2 separate regions of the Rattus norvegicus genome follow, and region 2 is linked to region 1. Evidence: chromatin contacts called from public Hi-C data. All regions are on one chromosome and are shown on one strand. The core of a region is the stretch at or near the end of the contact, and the rest is flanking DNA. Distances in the headings are between cores, read along the strand shown.

Region 1 (5,584 bases), core at 2,194-4,693:
GTGAATGTCTGGCGATGATTAATTACATACACACACACACACACACACACACACACACACACACACACACATACAGAACTGCATTAGGAGCCAGTGATGCAAACATCAGTAAGACAGACTTCTTCCCAAGCCACATAATTTCTAGTAGAAAACATGTCAAAAAGAAAAACACAGGGTGGGTAGAGACTGGGCGTGTGACTCAATGGTAGAGTACTAGTATGCACAAGACCTTAGGTTTGATCCTTAGCATTAAAATAAATAAGCATATATGTGAACCATGGGGTAGTAGGTAACATTTATTAAGCACTTAATTTCAGCTATTATGAACCTTACACATCTCAGATAATTTAATATCCAATATGCTCTAAGTAGATCTATGGCTCTCCCTCTGCTACAAAAGCAGAACCTAAGGCAAATCCATTGTCTTTTGATCATAGAACAAATTGAGGCCCTAGCACAGGAAGCACATCTCAGGACCCACATCTTCGTGGGGTTTTGATTCTCTTTACAGACTCAGCAAACAGAGAGAGACACAATGAAGATGTTTGAAAGGAGAGACAAGTGTCGTAGCAGAAGTGCTCTCCAAGCATGGCTATGTAGCATCTGGTGGTGGGAATTTCTCAGTCTCTCAGTCTCAGGGTGGGGAGGCAAAGCAATGTCATAAGGAGACCTCAAGATTATGTCAAGAGGAAGGAAGGTAAGTAAGTTCATTTCAATTGAAAGTTACAACTACGAAGAGTTAAAGAGTTAAGGCTCTTCTGGAAATATCTACAGGAATTCAACATGGGTCATGTCTCACTTCTTTAAAGTGTGAGGAGGTATCCTGCCAAGTAAAATGGAGTCACAGCAGGGTCCCTCCATCGTCTCTTCTCACTCATTCTTAGAGCCCCTTTCCAAACACGGTGCCTTGTGTTTGGTGCATATTAAAATGCCAGATGACGGGATAATGCCTCCTCTTTTGACTGGACAACCAAGAAAAAATAATTTTAAAGTGACAATAAGCTAAAAGTAGACACTTGTAGCAACCTGGGGTAAGGGAGGAATGGTGTCAGGAGAGGATGCCAAGTTGGCAACCAGGATCTGCTACAGTGTCATCACAAGGTCTTCTTCCTAGAATCCCTGCCAGATCCCAAAGTCAGCCAATATGTCTACTTACCCTTTAACACTGGAGGGGAGAGGGAAGAAATTAAAGAGAGAGGGAGGATGAGAGAGAGAGAGAGAGAGAGAGAGAGAGAGAGAGAGAGAGAGAGAGAAGAAGGAGTGAAATCATTTGGTAGTCACAGAGAAGAAGTCTCTCTCCTGGTCCTCCCTCATTTAGTTTCGACAAAAATTCTTCAAGCTGCTTTGACACAACCCAATTTTTAAAATGCTAAAAACATAATCTTTATACAAATACATAATAAGCATGTGCCAAGCTTTATATAGCCCATTATTAAGGAAACTAAGGGGATTAAAAAAGAAAAACTCATTCAAGTTATAAAAACAAGAATTATCAGCCTAAAGGATAGAAAAAAAATAGAAGCCAAGGGGGTGTTGCTAAGCTGCTTGCAGAACTAGTTAACCTAAATGAAACAAGACAACTAGAATTCGACTGGTTCTTTTCTCTACTGGACCAGTACACAGTGGCTCGTTGTACTGTTTACATTATGGGAAAGGAGCTAGAACCTAGCCAGTCCGGTAATGGATTTCAGACATGTTTGGGAGAAGACAATGGTTGCTGGCTATAACAGGTCATTCTGTCTGCATTTGTCCTGTCTTTTAAAATTTTCCTTGACGGTAGGTGTTATGCAAACCTGCATTACAGCTGTGGCAGCTGAGATGCAGAGAAATGAGGTTTCTTATTTGTGACCATAAATATGTTGGAGGAACCTGTACCTGCTAAAATTTTATTCTGAAGGTCACATTTACTATATGATAATATACATATCTAGACAGATGACAGTTATGCAATCAATATTTCTAAGCTGAGAAATCAGATGAGATCTGGCATGTTTCAAGTAGTATGACTGTAGACAGGGACATAGGAATCACAACCAAAAGCTAAGATGTTAGCTACATAATTAAAGCAGCTAATATTTATCCCTAAAGGAGTTAAATTACTCACTGACGAGTCTTTTACTTTCATTTCAGAGGAAATGAAAATTATTTAAATGATGGTCTTTCAGTTCTCTCTCAACTCATACATACTAGACAGGGAAGTACCCATCCTGAGACAAGGGGACATCTTGGTTGCCTCACTATTCGAAACGAACAGTTCCCCAGGATGCTACAAATGCCTCTGTAACACTTGTCTTACACAATACATAGATAAATACTTTCAGTACAGCACTAGATGCCAGAAATCCTAGTTCCATCAGTACCACTGTTCACAGTCAATAAGAGAACTATTCCATCTCAAGGCATATAACATTACGACATTTTGTTGTTCCTTCAAGAATGGCAAGGTGTTATTTCAGGTGACCCAGACAAATTAGTGATGTGTAATGATGTCATATGTTCTAGACTGAAAATGATCTGTGTCATTCTGAGATCTTGTTGACTTCCTAGTTCTAACTAGCCCTTGCCATCTGGAGGACAGCATCAAAGATAATATTGAGCACCAAACAACTTTGGCAATGAGACAAACATTGAAACTCTTCTCTGGGATGAATTGGAAATTCCTACGTTGTGATTTCCTTTGCAAACAGATAGTTTTGAAGTAAGTCACTCCACTTCAATTTTCCACATAAACTCCAGTTTGTCCATTCTCCCTTATCCAAGGAAGCCTAATTGCTATCATCTCTGAATTATTGTAGTACTGCTGCTGAACAGCAGAGGTCACTCTTAACAGATTCAGGCAGAGGCCAGATTTTAATAAATGCAAAAGAGCAAGGGGGTGGGGGAGGAGGAAGAGGAGGAACTTTCACAGATTCTGGGGCTCATGGTCATTCTACAACAGCATGCTTTTTTTTTTTCAGATCCTTCCTCCTACATTGGAGCTTTCTTATGTTTCTTGGAAGGTTTGTTTTTACTGGAATTCTGTTTGTAACATTCAGAGAAAAATAGAAAAGAATATCACTATCCTAAGGAAGTGTGCACTAGTTGTATAGTTAACAATCAACCATCAGTAAATGATTGACAATCCCTTAAAAATTTGGGGCAGAGAAGTTATCTTTTTAAGATGCTCAGCCATCACATTCAGAATCAGATTACAAAACAGCTACTGACTATTGATTTGGAAGTTACCCATTGGCCTGATTTACAAGGAAAACAACACAGAAGTATGAAGTTTCCATCCTTTCACTTTGACCAAATGTACATAATGAGACACTTAAATCATGAACAACAGTCAAAGTCAAGGGTACCGAATTCCTCAAAGCTTTCCATACCCAGAGGCACTCTCAGCCAGTGGTGTCCAAGATTTCTATTGTAGTGGGGACTCTGTGCCAAAGTCACCCAGGCGGCAGGGAGGACAGAATTCACATTCCCTCCTGGCAGCCAATGATGCAATCGTTCCCAGCTCTCATTGGCTATCTGGTGAGGCAGCTGTCACTGGTCCAGCATCGCCCTCCACCAAAGTCTGAATTGCACAACCCACCAACGTACATCACAGCCAACCTGAGGGAAGAGAAACCCCACCCTGAAATCCAAGGAGCCTCACTTGTGGGCTGGAGCTCAAACTAAGTGTGCTGTTCTTCTGTTGATATTTTAATCGAGTCCTGTGCCATCCCATTCTTTTTCTTCTGCCCCTTATCTTAATGTTATTAAATGTTTTCCTGGCATGTCATCACTTCCTATCAACTTCTCTGGCTGAATTCATTATCACATGTTAAAAAGTTCTGTGTCAGAGTTAAATCTTTTTAGAATATTAAATATTAACAACAAACTCATAAAGTGATCAGAAGGAAAACACAATATTGGGGAAAGCCATAGACGTCTACAACAACTTGTTTTGTTTTGGATAGGTCTCTGTTAGCCCAGGCTGGCCTCAAACTATGTAGCCCAGGATGACCTTGAACTTCCTTCTAATCCAACTTCCTCTGACTCCTGAGTGCTGGGATTATAGGCATTTACCACCACGCTCCCTTCTGTAGACTCAAACCTGACCTTCCTACAAATAGAACAAAGTCCTTTCTCTGAAGCCTGTTTTGCTCAACCATTAGCAAGAAGACCAGTGCTGACAAGGGAGTCGATGGGATGCATTAACAGGACACCAACTTCCACCCTAACAGAATTTACAACTGTAAAACTATGGCCAATGGATGTAGCATGAAATTATGGCAGAAGGCCCATGCCTTGGGAATCCATCTCTCCATCTCCTAGAAAGATGTATTATTGGCTTGATAATTCCATTCGTTGTGTCAGACAGAGCCAGATGGGTGGGCACGGTAGAACTGAAGTGTCCTTTAGTGTCCTCATTAATGATTTCAGCTCATTTCTCAGAGCTGTAAATGAAGAAAAATAAGAAATTACGATGGAAACCACTATAATCTCTACTCTGAGCTAGACAAAAGAATGATGATGAAAATAATACATAATAAATAGTCAGACTTGTTCAAAGGAAACCATCCATCATGGCTCCATATTGCAGAAGCAAGGTTACCAGCCAGCAATTATAGGCCCAATTCTTTCCTATGCATAGAGGAAGGAGAAGTCCAGACATGCTTTATATTCAAACATGCCTTGTTACAATACCATCTGTCATGCCTCAGTATATTTTTTGATAAATATTTCTGAAGAAGCTTCTAGAACAACAACTTAATTTCAGACCAAGTCTGCAGCCAAGTAGCTTTGGTTTAAAGTACCAAGATGTCAGCTCTATTCAGAGCTATGATGGCAGAGGCAAAGATTCTTTATCACAGTGTTTTTAAAAATACTATTTTATCAGTTTCGTCTGAATAGATCACTTCCGGCCAAGAGACTTCGCATTTTAACTTGCATTGTGCCTCATATCAGACATTGAGACATATGCCCCTTTGGTGACTGGAAAGCCTCAAGAAATTCCTGTCACCTGGATTGGGGGTAATGCTGCATTCCAGGACTGTGTTTGTTCTGTGCCCTCCTCTGAGGTTTACCACAAATCATTCAGCATATGGCCTCCTCTGAGGGTTTGCAACCATTCTTTTAAGTCTGTGTGAATCAATGGGCCACTGTAATTCCTCCATGTGGCCCTTCAAACCGTTGATCCCAGGCCCTGTGAAGTTATCGGCTCCTGTGTCTCACTCTCGACCTGGCCCTGTCATGATCGCGGCATCCTGTTCTTGCTTAATACGACAGGACACAGCCCACTGGAATTATGCTCCCTGTTCTGTCTGCAGGGTGTCTGAGAAACAAACAGGTAAGGTTAGATTTTTATGGAAGCCCTCAGCGACTTTTGTCTGATGGCTCCTGAAATGAAAACAAATTGCAACTTTGCTTCGATTTCATTAACCCTGAAAGACACTGGGATTGTCATCGATTTGAGATCAGCTCCGCTTAGACAAAATCTAAGATTTAAATAGTTTCAAGTCAAAGACCTGTCATCTAATTTATGGAATAATATTTTCCTTCAATCCTTTTCCTCTTGTTCTCATCAGAACAAGAGGACGCAAACTGCAGTTCCACT
Region 2 (6,201 bases), core at 1,180-3,679, 230 kb after region 1:
TAGGTGTGGCCCCCATAGACTCATGTATGAATGCTTGGCCCATAGGGAGAGGCACTATTGGGAGGTGTGGCCTTGTTGGAGTAGGTGTGGCCTTGTTGGAGTAGGTGTGGCCTTGTTGGAGTAGGTGTGGCCTTGTTGGAGGAGGTGTGGCCTTGTTGGAGGAGGTGTGGCCTTGTTGGAGGAAGTGTGTCACTGTCGGGGCAGGCTTTGAGGTCTCATACATGCTCAAGGTTGCTCAGTTTGGAACACAGTCTCCTTCTTCTTGCCTGTGGATCAAGAGGTAGAAATCTTGACTCTTCCAATACCATGTCTGCCTGCATGCTGCCCAACTTCCCGCCATGATGATCATGGACTGAACCTCTGAAAGTGTACAACATGCCCAACCCCGTGTTCTCCTTTATAAAAGTTGCCTTGGTCACAGTGTCTCTTCATAGCAATAAAAACCTAGCATGACAAACTGTCTTAAAGTAAAATTTTTTAATAAATAGGAGTTCACTTTAAAATCATAATAAATATATAAATTAGTAACCTAGTTGTTCATTATCATTAATAAATACTGTATGCTTATTGCATTGTATATGCTGTATTTTCAGACAATGCCAGTATCACCACAGCATGAACACTGTCCTAGATGTGGTTGGTTGTTGACCTGAATGTCGTGGCTCACCCTGGGACTATGGGGTTGTGTATTTCCATCTCTGACTTCAACTGTGAATCTGGTGACATTTCTTTTGTCACTGCTCATTTTGATCTTAACAGCAAACATTCACTCTCTGAGACCTTAAACTGTGGCTAATTCCAACAGAGAATAATTATAGGCAATATGGTATTACAATAATATTACTGTAAATACTAAGTAGCAAATTCTAGGTTTTAAAGACAGTACAGCAAAGAGAGTACAATGCCTCTATTTAATATATATTTTTATATTGGTTACACATTGAAATAATATTTTTAATAATATGAGTGAAATTAATTTCTGGAAAATTAACCTACTATAGTTTTTATTTGATAAATCATGGTCTTTACTTTGAATTCCTTCCATGAAACACTTTTGTTTTATTTTAATTGTGATTATTCATTGTAATGTGTATACTCACACACACACATACACACATACATGTGTTTGTAACATAAACCTTAATATGTTTTCCCAAACATTTCTATTTTCTTAGACATGTGCCTCAATTTGTCCCCATTGCCTCTGCTTTCACAGACTGTTGTAATTTAAATTATTTATATTCGGGTTGAGTGATTCACTCATTAATTTCCACATTCACTCACTTTTCTGGGTTTCTCCTTGGCTTCCGGAATAATTATTTGGGATCTGAACTGGGAAAAGTCAGCAGGTGTTAGGAGGCACTCTCATACCTGTATTATGAACAGGGGTTAGAGCCACACGCACACTGCCAGGCTTCCAGGGAACCATTGTTCCCAGGAGGAAGTCTCCTGTCCCAGGTGCCTGGCTTTCAGCAAGGTGGACACAGGAAGGACCGGTCTGCATGCTTTGTTATTGCTGATCACTTTACCTGTCACTTCTCCCCAGGCCTGCTCACAGTGTTTAGAATCCAGTATGTCCGGTGGCCCAGACTCTTTTCTGCACCTCAGCAGTACTAATCCTCTCACAGAAATTGTCTCTGAGGTTGGCCTTCCAGACTCTGGTTCAGCTCACCTCCCATGGAGAGAACTTGAGCCATTTCTTCTCTGGGGACTTACTCAGAGGGGAGGGTTTCATTTTACCCTACAGTCACTGGATCTGGTAGAAACAGATGGTGTGGATTTGTGGTCCTGGCCACACAAATGTCAACCAGGTGGCCATGTTTTCAAACCCCCTGGAGGCCTGTTTTTGAATGGAGGCCTGATACATCAGCAAATCTTATCAAAATCCAGAGCTTCCTAGCCTTTTAAGTTGGGGAAAGCAGTCACTCTAGGGTGGACTGCTTCTTCAGCTTCATGCACATTGGCCATCAGAGCTTAAATGCTAAATGACGGGATTTTCCCCCCCTTTCTCTTTCACATGTGTGAGACAGAGGCACATTTATTGTGAAACTTAAACAGAGTGACAGCTTGCTTCGGCTGATGTGTAAGAGTTCTTGACTAGACCGCTTTCCTTTCTTCCATAATAAGTAGTTAATAGAAATTCACTGACCTGCAGTGCAGACTTAATTTATCTCGTATATCAAGTTGATTTAACAGGAATGGAATGTGGTGGAACAATAGCTTCCCCCTCTCCCCACCTCCCCGTGATCTCCCCTCCCTCGCTCCCCACCACCCCCGACATTCTGCTTGGAAAGAAAATCAGATTTAACACCATGTAGAACCTTTGTGAGTTGGAATAATTGGGCAATGTTTGAAAAAGGTATTTAATCAGCGGCCGTCATCTGTTTATTTGAAAGAACTGTTGGGTTTCAGGCAAGGTGGTGTTTGTCTCTAAATTTCTCTTTTTCCAGGAAAGGCTGGAGTGGCTTGGTACACTGTGTATTTTGCACTGTCTGAAAGAAAGACCGCAAATCCCGAACTGCTTCTGTCTTTCATGGCGTGTTCTCCATTTAGAAAATCCTTAATTAATTTTGTGTGAAAGCCGCTGGTCAGAGGATTTAAGCAAGCAGAAAAACACATTGAATTCCCCACCGCTTGCAAAGCAGGAGAGAGTGAAAGTGAAAAACTGATTAAAAGAAGTCACAGCGATATCGTCCACCCTTATAATGAGACGTAAATAACAGCAACAAATCCTGTCACTTAGGAAAGTTTATGAGGGGCTTTTCCTTTGGAAACACATTTTACCACCAACTTCGTTCTCTTGAGACATCCGCCATTTAAAAGCATGATATTGGAACTAACCCAGCATTGCTTTTAATTAGCACAGAAATGCTAATTAGACTTCTTCTATGTGATGCTCAATGCTGGCTGTCAGAGCCCCGCATTTTTCATCCTAGTTGCAATGAAGGTACCCAGGGTCACTCGACCCATTTGCAAATGATGAAGGCCAGTACATCCAGGCTGATTTTTGTTTTAAAACTGTGGAGATCTGTTAGAAGACCCGTGAGCCTAATGATGCCAAAATGAAAAAAAAAAAAAAGTGGGCTTTTTCTTTGCTCTAGACGTGAGCATAATTTCACAAATTATTCAATATGTGTGGTCCATACAAATCAGGCTTCTTAGCTCGGAGTCAATGCAAACACACCCGAAGCTCAATTTGGGAAGGAATCTGTTTTCATGCAACAGTCCCTTTTGAAAACAAATAATTGTCTTCCTTTCGCTGTACAAGCTTAGCTTGTTCCTTCATATTTCGGGTTTTCTGGGGGAAAAGTCTACCCGTGTTATGAAATACATTTTTGAAACAATAGTTTTATACAGTGCTTCGATCTATTGTCAAGTGTTGATCAATTTAATTTAGTTGATTTTGGTTACGGAAGACAATTTGACTTAATATCTCCCAATCGGCAAGCACATAACCCTGCCTCTCACCTTAAAAACATAACATTTCTAAGTACACGATCTAAACCTTAGGTTTTGACCAACATTTGCATCATAGGTGGAATGAAAGTATAAATGGGATTTGAGGTCAAGATGTAGGAAATAATCCTGGAAGGCTGTGTACAAAAGGGATTCGTTTTCTGTTGAATTACTTGTTAAAAGTGCTGTGGGGTCAGTTATGAAATCATTGCTTTTAATAGCTGAATAGTACTCTGTTGTGAAAATGTACCACCTTTTCTGTGTCCATTCCTCTGTTGAAGGGCATCTGGGTCCTTTCCAGCTTCTGGCTATTATAAATAAGGCTGCTATGAACATAGTGGAGCACGTGTCTTTGTTGTACGTTGGAGCATCTTTTGGGTATATACCCAGGAGTGGTATAGCTGGGTTCTCAGGTAGTTCAGTGTCAAATTTTCTGAGGAACCTCTAGACTGATTTCCAGAGTGGATGTAGCAGCTTGCAATCCCACCAACAATGGAGGAGTGTTCCTCTTTCTTCACATCCTCGAGAAATAAAGAGTCAGATGATCTCAACCAACCATTGGACTGAAAACAGGGCCCCCAATGGAGGAGTTAGAAAAAGGACTGAAGGAGCTGAAGGGATTTTCAACCCAATAGGAAGAACAACAATATCAACCAGATCCTCCAGAGCTCCCAACCAAAGAGTACACAAGGAGGTACCCATGGCTCCAGCCACATATGTAGCAGAAGATGGCCTTATTGGGCATCAATGAGAGGAGAGGCCCTTGACCCTGTGAAAGCTCAATGCCCCTGTGTAGAGGAATGGCAAGGTGGGGAGATGGAAGGGAGTCGGTGGGTGGGTGGGGGAACACCCTCATAGAGGCAAGGGGAGGAGGGAATGAGATAAGGAAATTCCAGAGGGGAAATTGGGAAAGGGGATAACATTTGAAATGTAAGTAATGGAAATATCCAATAAAAATTGTAAATATAAAAACAAAAGTGCTGTGTGATAGGGTCATAGCTCAGTTAGTAAAGCAGCTGCCTCACAAGCATGAGGACTTGGATTCTAGACCCCAAAAGAAACCCGAGGCTGGCCTGATAGAGCACTCAGGAGGCAGAGGTGGAAGATCTCTAGGAGTTCAAGGTCAGCCTGGTCTACATAGTATGTTCCAGATCAGCAGTTATATGTGAGACCCTGTCTCAAAACAAAACAAAACAAACAAAATAAAACAATAAAACAGTGTCCTCAAAAACAAACCTAAAATAAACCAAAGCCAAATATGGTGCCTACACACTTGGCATCTAGCACTGGGGAGGCAGATTTCTAGGGCTCCTTCAGCAACCAGCCTGCTCTCCTTGGTAAGTCTCAGGCAGATGAGAGAGACTGCTCAAACCCTTGCTCTTAACCATAACCCTTCATGTTGTGGTGACCACCAGCCATACAATTACTTTGTTGTTTCATCATAACTGTAATTTTGCTACTGTCATGAATTATAATGTAAATATCTATATGCAGGGTATCTGATATGTGACCCCTCCATGGGTTGAGAACCATTGCAGTAAAACCAACCGACCAATAAAAAAGTAGATAGAACCTGGGCAGTAACACTCAAGGTTGTCTTCTGAATTCCACATGCACATGCTATAGACTTACAAGCATACATAAATACATACACACATACATTCACATACACACATAGAGAAAGTGAGAGAACACACACACAGAAGGAAGGAGAGAGAGAGAGAGAGAGAGAGAGAGAGAGAGAGAGTTATTCGATGCAGTAACCAGAGTTACAGAGTTATTAAAAAACCTGAAAGAAAACATTTAACAAAATTTCTTACTTTGAAAATATACATTTCCCCCCTCACAATAAATCCTCTGTAATTCCAATTCATTTGAACAAATTGCTAAATTATTTCTAAAGTCTGAATTGTAAAATATTAAAGAAGAAATCGCATCGGATTGCTTTTTGGTCCACTTGGCATACTGTATAATGAGAGTAACAACCGCACAGCAGTGATCTCTGTAATATTTATTAGCTGCCTACCTTGTCCTGGTGCTGTGCAATGTAGTCTGCATCAAAACCATAGCAAGGGAGCCCCATTATTATCTCCACTGTATAATCGCGGACAATATGGCTCCAAGCATTATGGCACTTGCCCGAGGCTTCATAGCTACTAAATGTTGAGGCTGGACCATCTCCAGAGCTATCCAGAAATAACCCTTTGTGTTATCCATTTTGCAGTAGTGTGGAATGTATGTAGTTTTAGTGATACAGAAAAAAATCTTCTCAAGGAGTTTTTCTCCCTCTGAAAGGTTTGGTATGACCTCCTCTCTGTCCCTCAGTGTGTGACTTGACACATCCTTGCAATTATCCTCTGTAGTACCTCGTGTTGTTAGCATCCCATCCATTTTGCAGTTGAACGTGAAGAGGGACAGGGAAGTTAGGCAGCTTGTCCAAGGGCTCCAGGAAAAGCCAGAGAGCGAAGCCTGCATTCAAACTCTGCCTAACTCTACAAACCCATGTTTCACCTTCTTTTTGTCCCCTGAGCTTTTTTGTAATTCTTCCCATGTATAAAATAAGAATGATGGCTATTCTAGCAATAAGGCATGAGAGATAGGTGGGACATGAGCATGAGACTTCTAAACACGTTTCTTTAAAAGGAAAATTATAATAGAGCGTACTAATACTTATCAGCATGGAATTACAGGGTAGGAGGCAAGCTTACGGATGGAGTGCCTGCTTAACTGACAAGAGGCCATGGG

What was found. A called contact is a pair of places that touch in the nucleus more often than the background predicts.
Region 2: a Hi-C map of liver shows a contact between it and region 1, with 8 times the contacts expected there. The contact joins two enhancer-like sites.

What each region holds. Positions count from the first base shown.
Region 1 is chr7:28,739,143-28,744,726 of GRCr8, forward strand. No RefSeq gene overlaps it. Among named protein-coding and RNA genes, the nearest start is that of Mir135a, 240 kb to the left of the region's middle. Within about 2 kb of position 3,444, at least 2 of the 93 cell types and tissues checked have an H3K27ac peak or open chromatin away from gene starts, as enhancers often do. A contact at or near this core is called in liver, where this site is marked.
Region 2 is chr7:28,971,147-28,977,347 of GRCr8, forward strand. No RefSeq gene overlaps it. Among named protein-coding and RNA genes, the nearest start is that of Nedd1, 190 kb to the right of the region's middle. Within about 2 kb of position 2,430, at least 16 of the 93 cell types and tissues checked have an H3K27ac peak or open chromatin away from gene starts, as enhancers often do. A contact at or near this core is called in liver, where this site is marked.